Regions from separate parts of the Mus musculus genome. Here all the other regions are linked to region 1. A link is a contact called in public ChIA-PET and promoter capture Hi-C data. All regions are on one chromosome and are shown on one strand. The core of a region is the stretch at or near the end of the contact, and the rest is flanking DNA. Distances in the headings are between cores, read along the strand shown.

Region 1 (3,382 bases), core at 591-3,090:
ATGTTTTTGAGACAGGATTGTATATAGTCCAGTCTGGCCTGGAACACTACAGTGTAACTGTGGATAACCTAGACCTCCTGGTCTTCCTGTCTCCCATTCTACCTCTCAAATGCTGGGGGTGCAGGGGTGGGCCACCACACAGAAATCCATCCTCTTTTTCTACAGAAGACCAGCTGGTTACACAGTGAGTTCCAGACCAGCAGGACTGCATAGTAAGACCATAGAGGAAAAGGTGGTGTTGGTGTGGTTGTTTCAAGACAAGGTTTCTTTGAGTAGCCCTGGATATCCTGGAACTATCTCTGTAGAACAGGATGGCCTCAAACTCTTAGAGATCCACCTGCCTCTGCCTCCCCAGTTCTGGGATTAAAGGTGTGTGCCATCACACCCAGCTTGAAGAGCTTTTCAAGACAGTGTCTCACACATCCTAGGCTGAAGACCATCTTAAGCTCCTGATTCTCCTGCCTCTACACCCCACCCCCAGGGTGCAGGAATTACAGGTGTACACTACTGTATCCAGTTTATCTGGTGCTAGGGATCAAATTGAGAGCTTTGTACATACTAGGCAAGCCCTGGGCTTCACCTCTATCTACCAAGTTTTCATCAAGGAATCTCAAACTGTAGCCCATTATCACAATTTTTGTGATACAGGTTTATCCAGGAGATGAATGAGACTCTTAAGGAGTGACATTTCACTTCACTGGGAGTAAAGCTAGCATCCTCTATCATTGATGGATGATAGATGTTTGTCTTTTAAGACAGGTAGCAAGAGTATTTAACCCACAGGCCAAATATGCTGACGCAGGCTCAAAGGCCTGCACAAATGCCTATGATGGGGTATGACCAGTCCCTTTCTAAGCCCACAATGGCCTCTTCCCCCACTGTCACAACCACAATGGTTTACACAACAAAGGGCTCAGTTAGAAATTTTCCTTCCTATGCAAGTTTCAAGTAGTTCCTTCCCTTCTTGACTCCCTCTCTACAAAAGTAGACATAAAAGGAAACAAAACAGTTTTTTTTTTTGATTATCAGTCATTCAACAAACATCCACACTAGGTTCTTGGTAATTAGAACGTAAGACTAAGGAGAAGTGGTATGTGTTGAAACACAGCCGGAAATGTATCCGCTGCGCTCCCTGGTGCAGCTCCTTCACCTCTCTGGATCCTGGTAGCCTGTCTGCCAAACAACCCTCACAGCATCGATGGATTTAGTCCTTCATCCATGCATCCCTAACTATTCCTCCTGCCTACCTCTGCTCTTTTTCTTTTGGAATCCTTTATCCTTCCCTAATGCCCTTTGCCTCTCCTCACCTAGCTCCTTCCTATTCCCTGACCTTTCTCTCCACTCACAGATCCAAAAGATCCCCCTCCCCTTTTGATACCCGCTACTGACTTCCACTAGCACTGCACACACCTGATGGATAGACCTGCATCCAGGTAAAACACCCACACACTCAATGATTCCCTTTTTTCAAAGAAATGCCAAGAGTTTGTCCAGCAAGGTGACTCAATTGGTAGAGGTGCTTGCCATTAAACACCGACCACCTGAGTTCAAGTCTCGGTATCCACATTCCCTAAAACCTTTGATCTCTCCCCACCTACTCCTTCCTATGACCTTCCTCTCCATTCATAGATCCAAGAGATCCCCTCCTTTCCAATCTGAGGACCCCCTTCTCCCCACCCTGAGGATCCCCCAAGACCCCGCCGACATACCTGTGACCAGAAGAGCTTTAAGAGTCATGACTTAAAGGAACAAGGCCCTGAAAGAAGTGTGAACTGTGGTATTTCAGGCACCACAGACACTTTGAGGAAGCCACCAAGGCCAGGAGGGAGGGGTAAAAACAGAGAAGTATGAGGAAAAAGCTATGAGAGACTCAAAGAAAGAGGGCGGAGGCTCTACAAGCACCCAGCCCTCTGTAGCCTTCCTCCGGGAGAAAACAGTCCCTGATGCCGTTTCCTGGCCCGAACCATCAGGGTTACACCCAAAGGTGCCATCTGACACCCGTCTACCTCTGGGATAGCTCAAATATTATGGAAAAAAAAAAAAAAAGCTAAGTAGTAGGCTCAGTGTTTCGGATCAGGCTGGTCTCCCAGGGGACCCACATCTTGCTCCCAGTACCCACATGGAGGCTCAGAAACTGTCTATAACTCCAGTCCCAGGGCATCTGGTGCTCCCTTCAGCACTCATGCACAGACAAACATGCAGGGAAAACACCCACATACATACGGCATAACAAATCTCTTCAAAAAGAAAAAACAGCCAAGAGTTGGTCCAGCTAGGTGACTCAGTTGGTAAAGGTGTTTGCCACTAAGCGCTGACCACCTGTGTCCAATCCCCAGTTTCCATACGGTTGAAGAAAAGAACCAGCTCCTCCCAGCTCTCCTCTGATCTCTCCATCCACGCCATGGTACATGCGCACACATACCCAAAGAGGAAAGAAACCATCGGCGTCTAGCCATAGTGTGGTGCTCTATATAATTCATGAAAGTATTTTGAAAACAGAACTTGATGTTATTATACACAGTGGAACTGAAGGATGTATTGGGAGATATTTAACCATTCCTGCCTTGCTGCATGTGGAGTCTACTCGAAGTTCTTGTTCTTAAAAAACAGTGGTTTCTCGTACTTACCTGGCAGGGGAGACACTATGATCAGGAAGGTAGTTTTCCCAAGCGAGGCACACCCATTGCACTTGGAATGTGCTGACCCGTGATTTTCCCAAATCTAGGATACTCGACTACGTGACTTATGGTATGGGGCACTGTGTACATTTCCCTTGGCTGAGAAAAAAAGTGGTTTCTTTACTCTCTGGGTTGTGTTTTGTTTTGTTTTGTTTTGTTTTTGTCTTGTTTACATCTACTTATTTATTTGGTGCGTGTGTGTGTGTGTGTGTGTGTGTGTGTGTGTGTGTGTGTGTGAATGCTTGTGGGTTTCAACTGTGTAAGTATGAAGGTCAGAGCACAGCTTGCTGGAGTCAGTTTTCTTCTTCCACCATGCAGGTCTCAGGGATCAAGGTCAGGTCCTCAGGCTTGGTGACAAAGCACCTTTACCTGCCACCTCGTGGACCTTGTTCTCTACATTATCAATGTGTTGTCCAAGCTGATCTTGAGCTCACTGACTCAGTCATCCTCCTGCCTCAACCTCCCCAGCCATAGACCTACAGGCATGCACCCAGGCCTGGCTTCCTTCTCTTCATCTTGACACATTTTCTATTGTTCCTAGTTATATTTTACAATAGTCGACGGAAGTAGATGTTTACCTGCTGGAAAATAGATAAATAAAATTCTATATACTTTGTTTCAAAGTTATTACATGCACACTCAGACACACACACATGTGGGGCAAGTGGAACCATGCCACCAGACAGAAGAACTGGTAAGACTGA
Region 2 (3,382 bases), core at 570-3,069, 240 kb before region 1:
ATTTATTTATAGAAATTTTTCCTGAAGATTTACTTATTTGTTTTATGTAAGTGCACTGTCACTGCCTGCAGACACACCAGAAGAGGGCATGGGATCCCATTACAGATGGTTGTGAGCCACCATGTGGTTGCTGGGAATTGAACTCAGGACCTCTGGAAGAGCAGTTGGTGCTCTTAACCACTGAGCCATCTTTCCAGCTCCCCCCCCGCCCCCCCGCCCTCCCCCGCCCCCAGTGCCTAATTTAAAAGGCATGATTTTCCTTCCTCTTTCCTCCTGGTAACTGCCAGGATTTCCACCTAACCTGTACTGTTAAACTAATAAACTGTCCTCAAGATTCCTGTGTTGGGCTGGTGAGATGGCTCAGTGGGTAAGAGCACCCGACTGCTCTTCCGAAGGTCCTGAGTTCAAATCCCAGCAACCACATGGTGGCTCACAACCATCCCTAACGAGATCTGACTCCCTCTTCTGGTGTGTCTGAAGACAGCTACAGTATACTTACATATAATAATAAATAAATCTAAAAAAAAAAAAGATTCCTGTGTACTCCTTTTCTAAACTATTTTATTAAAAAAAAAACCAAACTCTCTCTCTTTGTGTGTGTGTGTGTGTGTGTGTGTGTGTGTGTAGGTGCACATCCATGATGGTGTCTGCTCCCTCTTCAAGTTGGAGTTACGTGTGGTTTGAACTACCTAACATGAATGCTGGGAACCCACTGCTGATGTCTTGGAAGAACTGGGAGCATTTAGCTAGTAAGCCTCCAAATCCCCTTATTAAGGAGCCTAAGTTCCCATGGGAACCTCGGTTTCCCCAGTAACAAAGTAACAACAAATGTTGGCAAAGAGCCCCTTACAGAATGTAAACTGCTCCAGCTGCTCTGAAAATCAAAAGGAAAAAAGAACAGACCTGCCTTAGGCTTACAGCTCTACTACCTATAGCTATACACCAAAGGACGCCATGTCCTACCACGGAAATACCTGTACATGTGTGTTTACTGCTGCAGAATTCGGAACAGCTAAGAAATGGAGTCAGTCCGGATCTCTCAGGAGACACATGAGTCACAAAATGTGGAGTTACAGTGAGATTTTATTCAACCATAAAGAAAAGTGAAATAATAACATTTGCAGGAAAATGAGTTTAAAGACTGTTGCAGAAACACAGATGCCCCGTGTTTTCTCTCATATGCAAGTCCTAGATTTGGAATTTTATGTGTGTATGTGTGTGTGTGGGAGGAGGGGCTGGGGTATAAGTCATGAAATTAGAAATGGGACCCTGAGGAGGGAAGAAGGGATCTTAAAGAAATAGGAAGATAGAGATCATGTGACATAAAAGCAGCATTGGGGTGAGGAGGGCTGGGTGGAGTGGGTAAGTGGATGTCTACATAGTAGGAGTCAGGCAAGAGAACAGGGGGAGGCGGGTGGTAAATAGGAACAAAGGGAGCAAAATATGAATCAAAATGCCATAATGAAGCTCATTAAGTCACAAGCTAACTTAAAAAATTTCAAAAACTCTATTGTCCTTGGCCTCACAAACAAAAAAAAGCACTGCGACGGAGAGGGATACTCCAGTTACACAGCTAAAAGTTTGAGATCTGAGTGGAGTCTCCACCACAACTATTTCCCCAGGAAGCCATCTCTCCCTCTTCCGATTGGAGTTCAGAGTCAACGGCCCCTATATTGCTCCTAGGGTCCAAAGAACGATAGGTAGGTCAGGTGCAGTCCTGGGGTGTGCCCCAGGAAGGCAGGACACACAATAATCGGAGTTCCAAGAGAATAAAAGATTAGTGTCCTTCTGTGGCCACCGTAGCCAAACAGGAAATGTAGTTCGCCTAGCTTTTTGCCGCGTTGGACCGACTCGCTGAACTTGAGGATGGCTGACGCTGCGAGCCTACGGGCGCCGCTGTGCACGGAGCAGTTCGGCTCCGGAGCCCCGCGCGGCTGCAGCGCTGCCGCCGATGGGAGCCTGCAGTGGGACGGGGCTCGGCGCTGGGGCTGGCTCTCCCGGGCCCCGATAGCGAAACCTGGGCAGCACGCGGGTGGAGGCGGGGGACCCTGGGCAGCACTGACCGCTCTTTCGGGCCTCAGATCCGTGCTGCTGCCTCAGGGCTTCCCAGATAGCGTCAGCCCGGATTACCTGCCATACCAGCTGTGGGATTCCGTGCAGGTCCGGCTGGCCGATTGCCGTGGGGGGGGGGCGGTTTATAGCTGGGGACCCGGGGAATAGGCCCCTGCAATCTGCATGTGCACATTGGAAGGCTAGGGTGCATTGCATAGTCCTGACAGTTTTCCAGGTCCCACAGAACCAGTGAGAGCTGGTATAGCACAGTAGGCTCCGTGCTCCTGCCACCTCTCCTCATTCCACTTCTTTTCTCTCCAGGCCTTTGCTTCCAGCCTCTCCGGCTCTCTAGCCACCCAAGCAGTATTGCAGGGCTTAGGGGTAGGCAACGCAAAAGCCTCCGTTTCAGCTGCCACGTCCACCTGGCTCGTGAAAGGTGAGCTGGAACCTGGGAGCCTTACCTGTTGATCTCATCCCTGCTTCCTGTCTCTGGCCTCTTTTTCCTTTACTGCAAACCCTAGCCTTGCTGTTTTGAACTGTTCTGACCTCTAACAGTGGTTCTCGTGTGCGTGTGTGTGTTTGTGCGCGTGCGCATATACACATTTATGGTCTGCAGCCTGATTAGTACACAGAAGCTGTGAATCTTTGCCCACAGCTGGAATGCCCTCATCAGTGAATCAGCCTAAGTGGCTCACCTTGTTACCCATGCAAACTTCAGAATCCCGAAATCATCCGGGATCCTCCTTAAATTACCTTTAATCTTACTTTATGCAGGATTGCATAGACATGCAGTTTATTACGTAAAAAAAACCCGCCAGCTTCCCGGGATGGTGAAAGTTGGGTACTTCCAGTGGGCAAAGGGGCATGTGGCTGGTCCTAAATTGGTAGTTAAGGAAATGCTAAAATGCACTCTGACCCCTCTGGGGTACCTGACTGTGCTGCAGTAAGATTATAGTAACCGTGTGCTGAGAGTATACAGCCTTCTGAAAAAAGTCACTAAGAAAATCAAAGATAATCTAGTATTATGCCTGCCACCTGGTGAGGGAAGCAGACCAAAGGGAACTCAACACTTGTTTCACGTTTAGGAGGGTCCTTGGCTCAGTCTTCTGGCCTCTGTCTTTCCCTGTTATCCCCAGTGGTATTTAAATGAACCTTAGGGGCGGGGCAAGGACATCCTGTTCTATCCTAGACCTCACCACATCTTGGGTAAGCCTCCCTGGACTCTAGGTCAGGAGGCTTCTGTTTATGCTCATCTGTTAGAACCCAGCACATTGTAACTAAGTATCACCCCTTGAAAGGGCATGTCAGAGCAGAGGTGACCGAGGGCTTC
Region 3 (3,382 bases), core at 609-3,108, 140 kb before region 1:
AATGGAACTAAATAGGGAGGAGATTAGAGGAAACTGTGTATGGAGGTGGGGTGACAGGAAATTTTAAAGTCACATTTCCACAGCAGTCCCAAAATCCAACAGGACAAAAATGACTATGGGAAGAATTCATTACAGAAAGAGGAACCTGGGTAGATGGAACTATTCCATTTCTATGACATTTATTTACTTGTGGGGCCTGGAAGCATGAATATCTTTTACCTTGTGGGTCTTAGGGATCAAACACAGTTTGTCAGGCTTACCAGCAAGCACCCTTACCTACTGAGCCATCTTACTAGCCCAAGTTTAAAGTAAATGAGAGGTATAGGTGTAGAGCCCTTATTACTTTCCTTTTATAAGTGGATTAGATACATCAAACTTTGCTCAGAGCTAGAGGCATCCTGTTAGACTGTAAACCTGAGTACAGTACAATCCACACCTAGACCATAGCACTTATGGAACGAATGCAGAAGGGTCATGAGTTCAATTCCAGCCTAGCCTACATCGTGAGAGCCTATCACAGAGAGAAAGAACAGAAAGTCCTGTGGCTGAGAATATAGCTTGGGCTACAGAGCTCCGGCTCTTACAATCTTCTCTCCCCCTTTGCCTTTAAGCTTCTTGGGTTGGCTAGATGTATCAGTGGGCAAAGGTGCTCACTATACAAGCCTGGTGGCCTGCTCTCGGCTCCCAGGAGAGTATGCATCATAAAGTTGTCCTCTGAGCGCCACATCCGTGTCACATATGAGCACACACCAATACCAAGTGAAACACAGCAACAACCGAGCCTGAGCTCAGTGGGGGAACATTTAATTAGCATGCACACAGCCCTGGGATTCAATTCCCAGATAATTTTTTAAATGGGCACCTAACTAGTTTTAAGCATATTACTTGTCTACTCTGTGCTAGCTATTGAGAACAGAATATTAAATGAAGTCATTCCGTGCCACTGTGAAAAAATGGTGCATATTTATTTAGATAGACAGTCCAGAGTTGCCCAGGATAGCTTTAGTACATATTTATTTAGATAGACAGTCCAGGGCTGGCAAGATGGCTCAGTGGTTAAGAGCACTGACTGCTCTTCCAAAGGTCCTGAGTTCAAATCTCAGCAACCACATGGTGGCTCACAACCACCCGTAATGAGATCTGATGCCCTCTTCTGGTGCTAGAAGTCAGCTACAGTGTACTTATGTATAATAATAAATGAAGCTTTGGGCTGGAGCAAGCAGGGACTTAGTGATCGGAGTTGACCAGAGCGAGCAAAGGTCCTAAAAATTCAATCCACAACAACCACATGAAGGCTCACAACCATCTGTAGAGCTACTGTATACTCACATATATAAAACAAATAAATCTTTAGATAGACAGTCCAGTGTAGCCCAGGATAGCTTTGACCTTGGTACGTAGTCCAAGATGGCCTTGAACTCCTGACCCTTCTGCCTCCATGTCCCAAGTGCTGGCTGGCATTATAAATAAGTGCACCACACTGAGATTGTGTAGGAATAGGGAAAGAACTCAGGACATTATGGGTACTTGGTAGGCAGACACTGCAGGCAGTCTACCAACTGAGCTACACTCCCACCCCCACCCCACCCCACTGTAAAATTTGTTTTAAAGACAAGATCTTAGGTAGTTCAAGCTGTGATCAAACTCATTAAGTTGATAACAGTGGCCTTGAACTCTGATCCTCCAGCTTACATATTTCAAGTTTGTATCACTTTAAATCTTCTCTTGCCAAAATAAAAGGCACATTGCATCAGCTGCCTGAAGAGGATCTCCTGCCAGTCAAGACCCACTTTAGATAGAGAAAGCCCCTAAAAATAGCCATCCATGTGCGGGCTCAACAGGTGATTGGCTCTGAGAGGGGAGGAGAGCCTCTCGACTGGGTGAAGGAGACAGAGAAGGACAGTGCCATTCCTAGCCTCCCTTTGACAATGGCTCTGCCTCTAAAGGTCCTGAGCCGGAGCATGGCCAGCGCAGCCAAAGGAGACCATGGAGGGGCAGGAGGTAAGTGGGGCCAGGCCTGACTCTGATTTAGTAGCCTAGCCGATCTGTTCTCTTTGCCCGGCTTCCCCCTCCTTCTGTCTCCTGGCTCCTCTCTCCTGATCTACCAGGCACTGATCTTTCAGACCTCTAGGCCCAGGGATAGTTTTTGCCTATGAATCTACTCACACCCCACCTTTGCTCCTCCAGCCAACACCTGGCGCCTCCTGACCTTTGTGCTGGCTCTTCCCGGCGTAGCCCTCTGCTCCCTTAACTGCTGGATGCACGCTGGCCACCACGAGCGCCCAGAGTTCATCCCGTATCACCACCTCCGCATCCGAACCAAGGTACGCCAGAGGATGAGCGAGTGAGAGCATGCAGGGGGATTGCGGGGAGGGACTGTGGTGGGTGACCTGTCTGCCTTCTCTCTGCAGCCCTTCGCCTGGGGGGACGGCAACCACACGCTTTTCCACAATCCCCACGTCAATCCTTTGCCCACCGGTTATGAGCACCCTTGATGTCTCAGCAGACACGCTCTGCCAGCAATCTTCAAATTGGCCTTCTGCACACCGGCTCTGAGAGCCCCTGAGGTTCCAGTGGACAGTTCCAAGCTCAATAAAGGTGTGGAAGTTTTGTGTCCTCTGGCTCTTTGGGAACAGCATGGTGGAAGGGGCTGGGCAGGCTCTTGGGCAGTTGGTATCTGGGTTCCAGTTATTTTTTTTTATATAAGGAAAATGTGATGTTTCCACCTGCATTTTCATTTTATTTTTTAAAAATTTATACAAGCAATACATTGAATATTGAGCATATTACTCAGTCTTGTGTTAGTTCTTATCCATATGTAAATTTATGCTGACCCCATTCCTGCTCTTGCAAAAAAAGTGGATCAGCACTGAAATCTGACACATGGGCAAACCATAAAAATCTCCCAGCTCAGGAGGTAGGGCATCATTTCTGGGAAGTTTCCCAGGCTAGCCCAGAGCTGAAGAGAACTTGTTCCCATGCCAGTAGATTCATAGGCAAAAGCAAAACCAATCTCGTAATTGTGGAGATATACAGGAAAGTAGATTCCTAGGACGTGAGATGTGGAGGAGTCTCATGGTTGGAATCTGCCTGGCCGGCTGGGTCAGGATCTGCAGATGGTAGATCCAGCATCTCTTTATACTGACGTTTGAAGAAGCCAAGCTATAAAATGTAGTAAAGTCAGAAAAACTGGGTAAGAGGGAAGTTGAAGATGAGAGAACTAAAATAACTTCCAGCTGTGTGTCAGGGCAGCCATGTGAATGGCCCTCACGTACAGAGAAAGGCCATGTGCCAAGCAGTCGTTACACTCTTAGTTGTGGGAGGAAGCCACAGGCTCATTGTCGGGCAGATTTGTACATATGGCATGTCTGCTTCAGTTTAG

What was found. ChIA-PET counts read pairs in DNA pulled down with a chosen protein or histone mark. Capture Hi-C pulls out chosen DNA fragments and counts their contacts.
Region 2: a contact with region 1 is called in an RNA polymerase II ChIA-PET map of memory CD8 T cells, with 19 read pairs. The contact joins the promoter of Rusf1 here to the promoter of Itgam in region 1. A contact is called at or near these places in 2 of 39 promoter capture datasets (the C10 cell line and embryonic stem cells) and 3 of 115 datasets of contacts at active chromatin or transcription factors (embryonic stem cells and memory CD8 T cells).
Region 3: a promoter capture Hi-C map of adipose tissue shows a contact between it and region 1. The contact joins the promoter of Cox6a2 here to the promoter of Itgam in region 1. A contact is called at or near these places in 26 of 39 promoter capture datasets (the 3T3-L1 cell line, 3T3-L1-derived adipocytes, the C10 cell line and 15 more), 2 of 15 datasets of contacts at CTCF or cohesin (CD8 T cells and the NIH/3T3 cell line), 8 of 484 Hi-C or Micro-C datasets (bone marrow-derived macrophages, embryonic stem cells, liver and 1 more), 8 of 115 datasets of contacts at active chromatin or transcription factors (the HPC-7 cell line, cardiomyocytes, effector CD8 T cells and 5 more) and 5 of 9 other capture datasets (adipose tissue, bone marrow-derived macrophages, liver and 2 more).

Annotation. Positions count from the first base shown.
Region 1 is chr7:128,061,098-128,064,479 of GRCm38.p6, reverse strand. It overlaps Itgam (integrin alpha M), which reads right to left and starts at 1,840. Exons shown (of 30, transcript NM_001082960.1): 1 at 1,710-1,840. The coding sequence starts at 1,737. It also overlaps the pseudogene Gm22809.
Region 2 is chr7:128,296,568-128,299,949 of GRCm38.p6, reverse strand. Rusf1 (RUS family member 1) reads left to right here and starts at 1,819. Exons shown (of 13, transcript NM_145590.2): 1 at 1,819-2,160; 2 at 2,374-2,488. The coding sequence starts at 1,867.
Region 3 is chr7:128,204,842-128,208,223 of GRCm38.p6, reverse strand. It overlaps Cox6a2 (cytochrome c oxidase subunit 6A2), which reads left to right and starts at 1,858. Exons shown (of 3, transcript NM_009943.2): 1 at 1,858-2,001; 2 at 2,188-2,324; 3 at 2,412-2,789. The coding sequence starts at 1,929. The coding sequence ends at 2,495. It overlaps Itgad (integrin, alpha D), which reads right to left. Exons shown (of 31, transcript NM_001029872.3): 31 at 2,720-3,162. The coding sequence ends at 3,049.